Regions from separate parts of the Mus musculus genome. Here all the other regions are linked to region 1. The links are chromatin contacts, called in public Hi-C, HiCAR-type and promoter capture Hi-C maps. All regions are on one chromosome and are shown on one strand. Each heading gives the region's core, a stretch centred on a gene start, on an enhancer-like site or on the middle of the called end of the contact. The rest is flanking DNA. Distances are from core to core; before and after follow the strand shown.

Region 1 (2,604 bases), core at 60-2,559:
AAAGGACAAATGAGAAGCAGGCTCCAAAGCTCCGAGTGACTAGAACATTCTCCAAAAAGAAGAGCAGCACGTATATTTTATAGAGAAGACAGTCACCGTTGGAAGCCTTCCAGCTGCTTATTATTTGGGCCTGAAGAGGAGCCACCCCTGAAGGCAAGCTTGGCAGAGCCTGCTGACGTAAGAATCAGCCTGTGGTAACCCCAAACGGCCAGGAAGGCTTAACTTTTTTTTTTTAAGTACTGCAGCGAGGTGGCAATTAAGAGGGGGAAACAATTATTAAGAATCCCTGGTGTGTGCCTTATAAAAACAGGAGCACAAGGCAAAGGCGTCCTTAAGTAAAAGGTAGACCTCTTAGATTTCAGTTAGAAACTCCCGCTGATGGCTTGTAGTTGAAGACAGCACTCAGCGTCTCGGCTTGGTGGCTTCCACCCCGACCACAGAGGTTCCTTTTGTGATGACAGGATTTGATACAAAGAAAAAGCAGTATACATTATAGATGTCTTTCCTCTTTCCCGGCCTAATTTATCCAGCATGTATGGGAAGGAGTGAGAAATTCCCGACTTACTAAAAGAATCCATAACCACCTGCAAAGACTGGCACTTTCAAGGCTTTAACATAATGAAAAGGAAAGAAGAAAATAAAGCGAGGAAGGAGGCTGGAAAGCAGAACCCTATCCCGGGTGTCAAGATATTCGCCTGGTGAGGCCTCTGAGGACCAGGACAGTAGAAAGGGGTCCACGGCTAGGGAGAAGGCATCCCAGGAAAGCGACATCCTGAAGAATCCGAGTTGGGGTCCCGCCGTTTTTTAGAAGCGGCGGGGAGGGAAGGCGGGACCCCGGCAGGCGGGTGGGGAAGGACTGGAGCCGCGCTGCGCGCCGCACCCTGCCCGGGCCACCCCGGGACACCCAGATGTTCAGAGCCAGATCCGGTAGCACAGCAGGGCGCGCGCAACTCAGGGCGCGGCGGGGTTGTGGGCTCGACCGACTCGTCGAGCCCCTGGCTCCCTTCCGTGCGCAGACCCAACTCACCAGGCGTCCCGACCAGGACCAAAGCACTCACCGGCGGCCACCAGCGGCGAACTCACAGCGCCTCCCACGAACACTGAAGCAGCAAGCACAGCGGACCCCGGGAGTCCCCACAGAGCCATCGCCGCGTCCCTCTGCCCTCCTCGCCCCGGCCGCGGCGTCCCGGGTCGGGGTAGACGGTGCAGCTCGAGGGCTGCCGGGTGGATTGAATGCAGGAGCTCGGCCCCCGCGAGCCCCTACCCGCTCAGCCTGGACCCGCCAGGACCCCGCCCACCGCACGGAAGCCCCGCCCCTGATCGCCGCGCCCCGGTCCCTTGAAGCCTGGACCCGCCTCCGCACGCATGACCCCGCCCCCGAGTCCAGGCCGCGCCTCTCCTGTCACTCCCGCTTCCCCTCTAAACCCTTGGGTCGCGTCAGCCGCGCGCCCAAGCCGTGGCCCCACCCCGAGCCCCGCCCACTGCTGACCCTCTCCGCCTCCTCTGCTGGGCGGGCTAACCCTGCCCAGCCAAGTGGCGGGTCTGCGCGGGAGCCTCAGGCTGGGGCGGGTTACTCCCTTCTCCTGGGTCCTGGGACTAGTCAGATGCGGGAAGAGGAAGGCAGAGGTTAGGCCAGGAAGCCCAGGATGGAGAGCAGACAGGACCAGCAGTTTCAGAATGGCGCGATGTTTTTTTTTTTTTTCTCAATCGGAGTCTTTACCCAGTTAATTAACCTTCGTTAGTGGTCTAGGAAGGAATGCTACGTTCAAAGTCATGGTTGATCGTTTAAACATTAAGGAGAATAAATTAAAAAAAAAAAACTTTTTTAATTGTCCCCATCCCATTCTGTCTAAGCTACTTCTATTGAGGAACACGTCCCCACACACTGGTTGTTTGCTTGCGTTGGACTGGGTTTTGTTTTAATCATCTTGCAAACACTCCCCTGGAACAATTCTTCAACTTTCCAGTCACTTCTGTCTTCATATCCTCACATCAGCTCGGTAAGGTGAGTATTATCCCCATGTCACCGGCCAGGAAGTGAGCTCATGAAGTCTGCATGACCTGGGCCACCATGATCCATGTATCTCCAGTGTTTGCTTGCAGGTTTAATCTCAGCTCCTGGCTCAAGGACAGCATGCACTAAGAGGGCAGAAGTAGTTGTTAAAGGGGAATGTACCTTTTTCTGACTAGCTTCCTTTTAACTAACCAATAGCCTCGTTTTAACTAATCCGTGGAGACTCCACACAAGGTCCTTAAAGCCCAGTCCTGACAGATGTGAGCTGAATGGAGGGTGGGTCTTCAGCCCCTTCTGTAAACTGACTGGTGGCCTCTAATGCTCAAGGGGGAGTTATTTCTCCTCTCTAACACCCTCCACCCTTCTGTTACAAATAGCAATGATGTGAGAATTACCAGGGAGAGAAGCTGAAGGTTGGAGGCCCTGCCCTTTGAGTCAAAGACAGGAACTATGGATCCTATGCACAATTTGTGGCACATCCTGTAGTCTGACAAATGTATCAAAGGGAAAGGTCTGAGAAAGAATGCAGAGGAAAGACATTGTGCTGGCCAGTTTTTTTTTTGTTTTGTTTTGTTTTGTTTGTCAACTCA
Region 2 (2,604 bases), core at 49-2,548, 1.2 Mb after region 1:
TACTCTTTGTGTATTAAGATTGTATCCTGGAGGCTTGGTATAATTAGCTCTACCTCTACCCCACATCCCTCCCTCTCTTCTACTGATTCTGTACACTCTCAGTCATGTCATCTGCAGTTTTCCCACCTCCTTCCTCAATCAGTATGCTTCTTTTTCTCTCCTTATTGCATTAACTAGGACTTCCACCAGAATTGAGAAAGAGTCACAAGAGGGGACATCCCTGCCTTGTTCCTAATGGGACTACTTTCAAGATTCTTAGCATTAAGTACATCAGCCTTAGGCTATTTGGAGATACTGTTTACAATTTCTATGGTACAGGGTTTTGTTGTCTTGCTTTTTCTTGTTGGGTTTTGTTTTTTGAGAATTTTGAGGGTTTGTTTTATGTTCAGTTTTGTCAAATGCTTTGTTATTATAGCTACTGATGCAACCATGTAGGTTTTTTGTTTTTTTTTTGTTTGTTTTTGATTAGCCTGTTACTATTGTGACAGAGCAAGACAATGCAGAAGTTTCTCCATCTTGTATTCTTGCTGAGGCCATTTTAGGTTTGACTACAATTTTATCTCATGGACGAGAGTCGCTGTGAAAAATTACCCAACTCTATTCTAGGAACCCGAGGTGATGATGCCCAGCTAGCCAACCTTAGCTACTGTGCAGAATCCCACTCCCTCCCTCCAGCCAACTTTTAATGCTTAGCTTCCGCTAAACTTCTTGTTTACCAGGCTCAAATACTACAGGCGAGTTCTTTTCTTTATTTTTTTCAACTATTCCTCCCCGATCACACTAGCTAAAATTGTCTTAATGGTCCTGAAAGAAAACGACTCCTCATACCTCACCTCCGTTAGGGCAAAATCAAAAATAAAAACCCTGCAAGAAAAAAAAATGAGGAATGATACATTAGTTTCTCCAAGCCTTTTTTACAAGTGGATCTTGTAGAAGCCGTCTGGCTCATGAGCCAATTCCTGCCTCCTACTTGCCAACCTCTGGGTCCAGCTTTTTTCCCCCCGGAATTCCTTTACAACCGCTCCTAGGCCAGTGGTTTCTGCTCACATAGCTCAAGACCCTTTCTGTCCATAGGGCCCGCCTGCCTCGCAGCCTCACCCAATCAGAGCTCAGGCAGGAAGTTGACCAGCCCTCGTAGCATTCAACTTCCCGGAGCTTAGCTCCACCTCCATCACGTGACTCTACCCACCCTGCCCATCTCTCTCAAAGGAGGGCTCCGGGGGCAGCTCCGCCCCACGCTCGCTGATTGGTCGCTGTTTGCACGGTCTCCTGGGTGACGAGAACGCGGTAGCGGGGCGGGGGTGTTCTGTTGCGCCTGCGCACTTACAAGAACGGGGGTGTCGCTGGAGCCTTTGAAATGAAGGTAAATAACTTACAAGTGCCAGCGGATTGAGAAGATGTGGCAGCCTCTGTATTTCCTAAACTCTCGGAGCGCGACTCTGAGGAGTTTGTGTCCCTGTCCCTCCGCGGAAGTGCTGAGGATAGAGGAATGAGCTCCGGGAGCGGGCGGGAGGGGATGATGGGCTTGTAAGGATGCAGGGAAAGGAAGCTCTGGAGAGCGGGCTGAGGGAGGCCTGTGCCCTCTGGAATCTGGTAGAAGCCTGATCTGAGTACGCCCGAACTACCGGTATCGCTACCGATTTCTTGTAGCTTAATCCTGGGCAAACCAAGCCACTGGCCCAGAGCCCTAGGGAGAATCAAAAGTCTCTAAAACAGTCATCAAGAATTACTTGGCCTGTGACCTGTCCGGTATGCAGAGCCCTGGTCGCTAGAACACATGATGGAGAAATCTGCACACCTGTGTGCGTCCTCCACTGCACGCAGGTTTTCTGATTGGGTTTGTTGTGAATTCCACAGGGGCAGCCGCTGCACTCCTGTGATTTACCTCAGAGGTACTTACCCCCGCACTGCTCTGACAAAGAAATGGAAACACCGAGTTTAAAATGGTTTCAGCTTTCCTAAAGCTTCACTGTAGCTCTTGTGTGTCCATTGGAATTGGCAGATAACTTTGCATGATTCACTTTCTGGTGTGTCGGAAAGGAGTAAATACTATTCTCTTTACAGTTAAGTTAACCGTGACCTGCAACAAGCAAACCTTTTTGCTGTTCTAGGAAAGCTGTAACTTTTATCTGAGTTGTACCTAGAACCGATATAACTCTGTGGAAGAAAACTAACCTGTAAGATTACAGCCCAAGACAGATCTGCCATGAAAGGAATAGAATCAGGTTTAAGGACGATGTATTCCCAAACTCGCAGAAGTAAGATGGTCTAGAATACGTTGAGTGAGTGTACGTGCTGGAAAAAACCTGTGTGTGCTTGGCATCATAGCGCACCTCTATCTTAAGTTGCGATTCCAGGACACAGGCTTTCGGGAGATGGGCATTTATTCAGATAGCATTGGAGGAGTTGTGTTGTCACTCAGATTCAAGTCTTCAGCTACAGTATCTAAGCTGCATCTACCTAGATAAGGGTGTGCTTGATTAATCTACAGTATTTAAAACTAATATTTTTCATCTAGGGTCATGTTCCTGAGTATTCTAGAATGTAGCAGTCTGATATAAGAATAATATAAGTCAATGAAATTTCAAATTTTTAACTTATAAC
Region 3 (2,604 bases), core at 57-2,556, 1.2 Mb before region 1:
GAAGACCCACCTTAAATATGTGTTCAATCTCTCCTTGGACAGGAGCCAGGGGATATTTCCATTTTAGGATATAGCCTACTTGCACGACCCACTTTTATTTTCTCTCTATTAAACATTGTTAAACAGTGGAATACCAAGTGCCTTTGCCTTCCATATTTCTCTTGTAAGTGTATAAAAGTCATGAATAAAAATCTTGTCGTTATTCCTTGCCTTTAAAAAAGTTACCTCATCCATAGCCACCTTCCACTTACAGGCAATGCTCCATACACTTCTGGTGCACAAAGCTTAAGTGAAGAGAATCGATACTGGGCTTGTAAGTACAAAGCTATTATTGGGAATAACAATGACATCCGATTAAATGTACTTTTAAAAATAGCGTATTCCAATACTTAAAAAAAAAAATAAACTTATGTGCTACTAAGTGTCCTATACTTCAAGGACAAACTTGGTATCTCTCATCTAACTTACAAGAGCCTGAGACAGTTTTCCACACAGCGTATCTTATCACTTCTTGTATTTTTTTCTAAATATCAAAGGCTATTGTTCACAATATAATTTCACAAACCTTCCAAGTCAAAGAAACTCCAGATCGCCACCAAGAAAACCAAGACTAAAGAAAACATCAGAATGAAGTAAAATAAAAACTTACTTCAATTAATAGATGGACACCAATTCTCCCATGAGAACTGCTTCCCACACTAAAGGTGAAAGAGCTGCCTGGTAACCGCACTCCAGAGAGGTCCCCTGGTACAGTGCTAGGTTCAAGCAGGTGGAGGCCGAATGATTGTAATTAAAGTTAATTAACAGGGCTGCCCTTAAGTGTGTAACCAGAAGGGTGTGGGGGGTGCAGGGGGGAGCACAGAGCCCCAAGTCATTACCTCCACCGAGAAAAGAACTCAGCGCCTGGAACTTGCCCAGGCAGTTTTTGGTCGGGGGCAGAGGGGGATGAGACAGTCTGATTGACTGGACTGTCAATCGTGCGGGTCAAATCCCAGAAGCAAGCGCAGCTTTCTAATCACTTACCGCCTTTGGTTTCTCTTCCGACGCCCACTCGCGGGACGCGCAATCCGAGCGACACAATCCAGAGCCGCCCGAGCACTCCACGCGTCCCGAAGCGCTGCGTTCTCGCACCCGGGACCGGACCGCGGCCAGCGCACCCCGGGGACTCGCCTCGCTCGCGCGCGGCCCGCGAGCCCCGGCAGCGCAGCGCCGGCTCGTCCCCGTGGGGCGCTGTCCCCGGCGGCGAGCGGGCGGACCCCGCGCCGCACCTGGAGGCGGGAGCGCGGCTGGGCTCCGCGGGCGAGCGCGCAGCCCCGGAAGCCGCGCCTGCCCGGGCCGCCCAGGTGCTCGGCGCCGCGCCCGGCTGCTTCCTCCCGAGCCCCGGGGGCGGGGATCCGCGGCCGGCGGGGGCGGCCCGAGCTCAACGGCGGGGGCGGCGGGGCAGGCCGTCCCGGTTCGGCAGCATTGTTGCGCAGCTGAGTCAGCCCGCCTGCCGCTCGGCCGCGCCTGCCGCCCAGGCCACCTGGAGCGCGTCTGCCCAGTGGCGACCCTGGAAGGGCGCGTCCCCCCGGGGCGGGGGATTGGCCCTGCCACCCTCCCGCTGAGACCCTCGCTGGGTTACAGATACACGTTGCTGGGACTGTGTGCGCTGACCTGGGCGGGTGGCCAGTGGGGTGGATCCTGCCGCCTCTGAATGCAGAAGCGCTACACTACCCAGAACTTTCCCTGTAGCCTCAGTGTTTCCCAAACTTCACACACATCTAGGACACCCTTTTGCCTAGGTTCCAGGAATAAGTATATCCACCAAACCCAAAGTCGGATTCTCCCCAGTCACCGCTACGACCAAATTCTAAGATCCCTTTTTTTAGATGAATCTCAGGAGGAGGAGCATAACACCCAATGGCCTGAGGAACACTTATCTCTGGGAAACTAGGTCTCAAACCTGGGGGTTGTTTGAGTCTGGAAGGCCTTTCTGTCTTTGAATCAGTCCTTAAATGATCTTGGTGATACAATGAGAAAAACAAAAAGAGAGAGAGAGAGAGAATCCCAGAAACCTACCTGAGAACAAGCAGGATCCTTGCTGACCTGCTTCATACTCCTGTTTTGAGTTTGTTGTTTGTTTTTAATAGATTACCTACCTGAGTTTCTCCCTCAAAACATGAAAGTACTTACTTATCTTCCTGCTGTATCTGTTGACGAAAGTGAAGCAATTACAGTGATGCGGACCTTATTATGAAAATAAGCTAATGGGTGAAGCTCACAGGGTGAGAGGCTTCCCAGGAGCTCAGGCCTTCACGAGTCCACATCACCAACTGCCATCCAAAACCACCATCTTTCCGGGGGTAAAGAGGGGCTTGAGCTGCAGCATCCTTTACACAGAAGGTTTCACAAGAAGGCCCTGGGCAAATTGCCTTCATTTTCTCCCAAAAGACTTGCAGAATTCTTTTTGTCTGTGTTATTTTTCTTTTGTTTAATCTTTGTTTCTTTCTTTTTATTTCTTTATTTTTAATTTATTAATTTATTTTGCTTTTAGTTTTACTTTCCACGCCATTTATTACAAATTTTCTGTGAGTTGCTCTTTCCCGGACTCATCTTCCCCCTTTG
Region 4 (2,604 bases), core at 28-2,527, 1.1 Mb after region 1:
TGTTGCTACTCTAAGCCCAAAATATCTTAAAAATAACTTGTCTTTATTCTATTTTCTTTAGGACACATTTTCAGCGGGTGAAAATAAGTATCAAAAATATACACTATACGTGCTCAATATATATATATTTTTAAAAAACCAAACCAAAAGAAAAAAATTTTAATTCGATCATTCGTAAAAATTGCAGTTACAGTGTTTATTTAGCAAAAATATTTTTATCTGGCTACTTAGCATCATTTAATATGCAACATTAAATAATCATTGCAGTATGTCATCAAATATAATTAGCAAAAGTATTTTTATCTGAATACATATCTTTGCATATATTCGACAATAAATATTCATTGCAGCGAGATATCAAATATAAGTTTTTCTCTAGTTTTCGTAAATTTATATGATTCCTATTTAGTAATAGAACAGTGGAGTTTTTTTTTTAACCTTCTTATTAAAGGCTAATGAACACAATTATCACTTAAACACCCACAATAACATGTTTTCCAATCTTTTAATAATATATAAAAAATAATTTAAATTCCCTTATTTTTTTGTTTCTCTACCCTGAAGTTTCAACAAATATATAACAATTCTTTGAAGGGCTCTCAGAGTGGGTTTTGCCTTGTTCCCAATGCTCCCAAACACACACATACCTGCCTATATTTGTACCCATCTGGTTTTACTGCATATTAAAAATACTAAAATTTACTCCTATTTTTCTAAGATCAGCAGGAAATTATTAGTCTCACCTTGTGATCAAATGGCTCATTTTAAAATAAATAAATGTCCGTTCCCTTAGTAAGTTCCAGAATATAAAAGCAGATATATATGATTATTTTGAAAGAAGGAAACAGTTTCAAAGAACAAACTCATAAGATGCTATTCTCTTAAGTCCCGTGTCTGGAATCGAAAATCAGACTTTAAATATTTCTTTACATTTTCAATTGTAACATAACTAAGTCCTAAGGCCACTATGCTAGATAACAGGCAACTAAAAATTGGTATCTCGTTTCACTTAAGGCAGTTCACTCACCGAACTTCAGCTCATGCTGCATACACCCCAAAAGATCTCGTCTGTCACCACTCGCTGACAATGTGCTCTAAAGTAAGAAACGAGAGCTGGATTGCAATGGTTTACTTACCTTTTGGTGTCTTGAAAAATTCTGGCAGGACTAAAATGAAGGTGATCACTATTGCCACAAATAATTTAAGGAAAGCTGTTTCTGTCATGTCTACTCACATGACACAAATGTGTTCCCATCGGTAGCTTGATAGTATGTTGCTTCCTGCTTCTCATCTCTGCTCTACTTCAAGTTCCTGAGATTCACCTCATACTCACTTCCGTTTGGGTCTGACTTTAAAAAAAAAAAAGTTACCCGGGACTGAGACTTCTTCATTTTGAGTCACTTTGCCTAATAAAGCCACCCTCTAACAAGAACTGTTGTGCTAACTGATAAACACGAAAGATGAGGAAATGGTCTTAAGAAACACAGAGGGTCTGGCTCCAGATTTAAATCTGTTTCTCATGTTTACCAATGTGTAAGAACAACATGGTACATGTAACCTACAACATAATAACCAAAAACCAAAGGACGAATGTCAGTGCTACCCCAGTTTATAAACATTGTTCACTCATTTACTTAGTAAATGATAGTTAATCTCTCTGAAAGCCAGACACTGTGCTTGGTTCTGGTGTTTGGAAGACAGTAAACAGTGCAAGATATGAGCATAAACAAGAGACTTATGAAAATTTGGGCTTCTGCTTTACCGTTGTCTCTGCAAGTGGCCGAATGGAACTTGTTAATGTTACGTCTATAAACAGCGTTTACTATGACGCAATCCACATTCTTGTTCTCCTTGCAAAAGAAAAAAAAAATCATTTGTTTTAGAGTGTAAATGAAGGATAGGGGAAAACTTTGATGAATACAGACAGCATACATGGCAAGCAAATGTTCTTACTTAGACAATGCAAGTAGTTAGCATTTCCATTGCCCCCTCACCCCACCCCCACCCCCCACCCCTCCTCTGGTTACAATAAAATGTAGCCAGTATTTCAGTTTGTACTTGGAGCAAATGTATCCTTTGCTCCCTGCTCAGTGCTGCAATTCTGTAACCAGTCCTTTCCGCTGACCCTCTTTTGTTCTCTCTCACCCTCTCCTGCGCTTTATGGAACAACAGGTGGGTGGGGAGGGAAGGGACAAAGATTAGATGCGCCAAGAATGAACTCATTTGTCTTTCCACTGGATACTACAGTTTACATACACATGGGAATCCTCAGTAAGGGGATTGGAAGACCTGAGCAGTCAAAATAGGGACAGAATTCCCAAGCCTATACTTTATTTTGAGAATATCATAAAGGATTATTATGTGAACACTAGCCAGTAGGAGTAAAGTTTCCACTTAAGGACCATCTGGACCCCTTGATACTCTATAAATATTTGTAGCCTTCAGCAATAGGGGCTTACTGTCCGGTCGTGGAGGAGCAATACCCTGCAATGTTTGTGGGGGTCTATGGGATCCCTTTGGCCAATAATTCAAAATGATGTTACTCACTCCTGGTGCTGGGAGTTGTATGTGGTAGTATATGATGTCTAGTTGAGATACTGATCC
Region 5 (2,604 bases), core at 51-2,550, 1.1 Mb before region 1:
TTGGAAAATATAACATGTATTCTCTGATGTTTGCTTTGTTTTGTTGAAATGCACTAATGTTGCTGTGTATGGCCATAATTTGTTCATTTGCATTATTGCTCAATAATTCATTATGGGAAAAAATAAAATTACACATGTGTTCTTTTTTTTTCTTGTTTTTTTCTAGCCAGTATTTCTTTGTGTAGCTCTGTCTGTCCTAGACCTTACTCTGTAGATAAGACTGCTCTTTAACTCACAGAAATCCTCCTGCCTCTGCCTCCGAAGTGCTGAGATTAAAGGTGTGCACCACCACAACATTACTCATAATAGTCTATTGTAGACTGACACAGAAATAAGTTCTCCTTTCAGACAGTCATATACACTATTATTGTGAAAATTCTTTGCATATTCTTTAGTATATATATGTTAATTTAGACTTGCTGATTGTTTGATACCAAACAGGATTAAGGATGATCTATCATTTACATTAATCACCAACTTCACAAGTGAAAAAGCCTATTATCAATTTTATCCTGCTCTTTATTAAGCACATTGTTTTACAAATCAAATAAAATTAACATTTATTATTCAAACTACCAAAATCTACGGTGCTTAATCAGTGTCACCTGATTAAATGGGTGTGTCTGGAGTATAAAATTCCAAAGTATTTCAGAGAAAAATAGAAAAGGCTTTATTTAAAAAGCAATGTATGCCTTGAGAACATCATAATTCAGTCTTCAGAGGAGTTAACTTCTGTGGGAAAGATCTGTTTTTCTAAACTAGTTCTTCTTAGAAGGTTGTTATGATATTTTAAGTGCAATATTGTTTTAAAAGAATCTAACCTGAACTGGCTTATGAAATCCACGCATTTAAACAGCTCTCCACAGTGTTCTGCTCACAAGCAGAGGGATAGGTGGTTGAGAAGGTAAATGTGGTAAGAATGAGTCACTTGAATCAATCTTTGGCTTGATGTGGAGAGTGAATAGAGAGATGGGAATCTAAATATTTAGATATTCCTCTTTCTCAGTGAGGGGACAGGAACTGTTCGATGGAGTGAGATGCTTATTAATGGCTAGAGTCATCCTCCTTAAAGTTAAAAGGGCAACAGTATGGGGCAAGAAGGAAATAGAGCATAAGGTCAATGTACGGATTCATGTAGGCTGGGGGATTCCCAGTTGCTTAGCCATGCATTCCTTCTGTAATCTAACTTCTCAGAAAGCCACAGCAGGCTGTGCACTTTTGCAGAGATGACATGTCAGTCCTTTGATCCCTGACTCACAACCTCTTCCAGTCCTCCCCAGCTTATCATCTAATGTATTAAGTAGTCTACTTGCTTGTTACCCTTGCTGGCATCTTGGGAGTCAGCACCCTCTTCTGTGCACACACTCATAAAGGTCAGGCTCTTGTTTCTTGCTCACCGACATATTCCTATTACACAGAACTTAGGCTCCTTGACTGCATGCTCAACTGTAAATATTTCCTTCTTGGTTACTCATATGAGAAGGAAAAAAAATGCAACTTGATTTGATACTTAGAGGTTCAGCTGGTCAGGGTAGCACCTGGGTTGGATACTAGTAATCTGGAAGCTGGGACACCAGGGTGACCAGTTCAAGTCCAGCCTGAGCAACACAGGAAGACCCTGCCTCAAAAATCCAAAACAAACAGAATAACAGATAAGACCATAGACGATTCTGTTTTTCAGAGTCCTTTCTCTTCTACCCTGGGCTTCTTCTACCCTGGGCTGCTTCCCTAATTCCCCACCAGTCTTTTAGAGCTTATAAATTTGACAATGTTTTTCCATTTCCTGCATTCCAAGGATAAGATAAATATCAACCTATCAACTTGTCTGTACATAATCACTACTGTCTGTTGATGTGTATTTTTTCCCAGTCACCTTGGAGGATTCTTGCACACAATTCCTTGGTTTTCATTCATCAGTCCAGTCCCAGAGCTTTGTAAAGGAAAATGGCATATAGTAGGCATTCAAGGCTTCTTTATCAAATTAATGAATGAAAAAATAACGCGAACATACTGTCAGGCCATCTGGACTCATTTGTCCTCTCTCTCTCCTCAAGACAACCTTGTGAGGCAAATGTCCTGTATGCAAAGAGAAAAAAAAAGAGCTCAGATTCTAAAGTTGGCTCCACCATTAAGCAAGGCACAGGCAAAGCTGGCCACAAATTTCACAGGAATCAACCCAGCCCCACACATCACAGCTGTAAAGTGTCTCCTGCAGGGCAGGTGACTGCTGCTTCCTTACACACTGAGAAACTTTGTTCTCCAAATCATCCAATAAAAGAAAACTTTGCCACTTGAAATCAGTCAGAAAGAAATCTCTTTCTTGCCTGGAAGGTTGAAACAATTTTCACACAAAAAAGCATTCTCTATTTACAGCTGAGGTGTCTGTCTTTGTCCAGATAAAAGATCTCTAGATATAGGGATGTACACCCACCTTACATTTAAGGATGCACTTTGCAAGGCAGACCTGATGCTGACCTCTGCACATGTGGCTCTGTTTTGTGTTTATTGAAATAATAAACCTTCTCCTGTGTGCTAAAATAACTCCTTTATTTTGTATAACAAGACACAGACCATCTCTTAGATATATCCTCCTTAATTCAAATG

Evidence for each region. Promoter capture Hi-C pulls out the DNA fragments that hold promoters and counts their contacts. A called contact is a pair of places that touch in the nucleus more often than the background predicts. HiCAR-type assays count read pairs that join an accessible place to other places.
Region 2: a promoter capture Hi-C map of pre-B cells shows a contact between it and region 1, with 3 times the contacts expected there. The contact joins the promoter of Wdr19 here to the promoter of Rell1 in region 1. A contact is called at or near these places in 3 of 39 promoter capture datasets (cranial neural crest, liver and pre-B cells), 1 of 484 Hi-C or Micro-C datasets (uterus) and 2 of 9 other capture datasets (adipose tissue and embryonic stem cells).
Region 3: a HiCAR-type map of astrocytes shows a contact between it and region 1, with 3 times the contacts expected there. The contact joins the promoter of Arap2 here to the promoter of Rell1 in region 1. A contact is called at or near these places in 2 of 39 promoter capture datasets (hippocampal neurons and pre-B cells) and 1 of 115 datasets of contacts at active chromatin or transcription factors (astrocytes).
Region 4: a promoter capture Hi-C map of hematopoietic stem and progenitor cells shows a contact between it and region 1, with 2.6 times the contacts expected there. The contact joins the promoter of Tmem156 here to the promoter of Rell1 in region 1. A contact is called at or near these places in 5 of 39 promoter capture datasets (hematopoietic stem and progenitor cells, liver, neutrophils and 1 more), 1 of 484 Hi-C or Micro-C datasets (embryonic stem cells) and 1 of 9 other capture datasets (adipose tissue).
Region 5: a Hi-C map of Th1 cells shows a contact between it and region 1, with 4 times the contacts expected there. The contact joins the enhancer-like site here to the promoter of Rell1 in region 1. A contact is called at or near these places in 2 of 39 promoter capture datasets (the C10 cell line and hippocampal neurons), 1 of 484 Hi-C or Micro-C datasets (Th1 cells) and 2 of 115 datasets of contacts at active chromatin or transcription factors (the 230-238 cell line and astrocytes).

Annotation. Positions count from the first base shown.
Region 1 is chr5:63,967,588-63,970,191 of GRCm38.p6, forward strand. It overlaps Rell1 (RELT-like 1), which reads right to left and starts at 1,310. Exons shown (of 7, transcript NM_145923.4): 1 at 1,059-1,310. The coding sequence starts at 1,146.
Region 2 is chr5:65,198,398-65,201,001 of GRCm38.p6, forward strand. Wdr19 (WD repeat domain 19) reads left to right here and starts at 1,299. Exons shown (of 37, transcript NM_153391.2): 1 at 1,299-1,363. The coding sequence starts at 1,358.
Region 3 is chr5:62,764,871-62,767,474 of GRCm38.p6, forward strand. Arap2 (ArfGAP with RhoGAP domain, ankyrin repeat and PH domain 2) reads right to left here and starts at 1,307. Exons shown (of 33, transcript NM_178407.3): 1 at 1,024-1,307.
Region 4 is chr5:65,090,332-65,092,935 of GRCm38.p6, forward strand. It overlaps Tmem156 (transmembrane protein 156), which reads right to left and starts at 1,278. Exons shown (of 6, transcript NM_001370814.1): 1 at 1,137-1,278. The coding sequence starts at 1,224.
Region 5 is chr5:62,892,056-62,894,659 of GRCm38.p6, forward strand. No RefSeq gene overlaps it. Among named protein-coding and RNA genes, the nearest start is that of Dthd1, 82 kb to the left of the region's middle. Within about 2 kb of position 1,301, at least 10 of the 459 cell types and tissues checked have an H3K27ac peak or open chromatin away from gene starts, as enhancers often do. A contact at or near this core is called in Th1 cells, where this site is marked.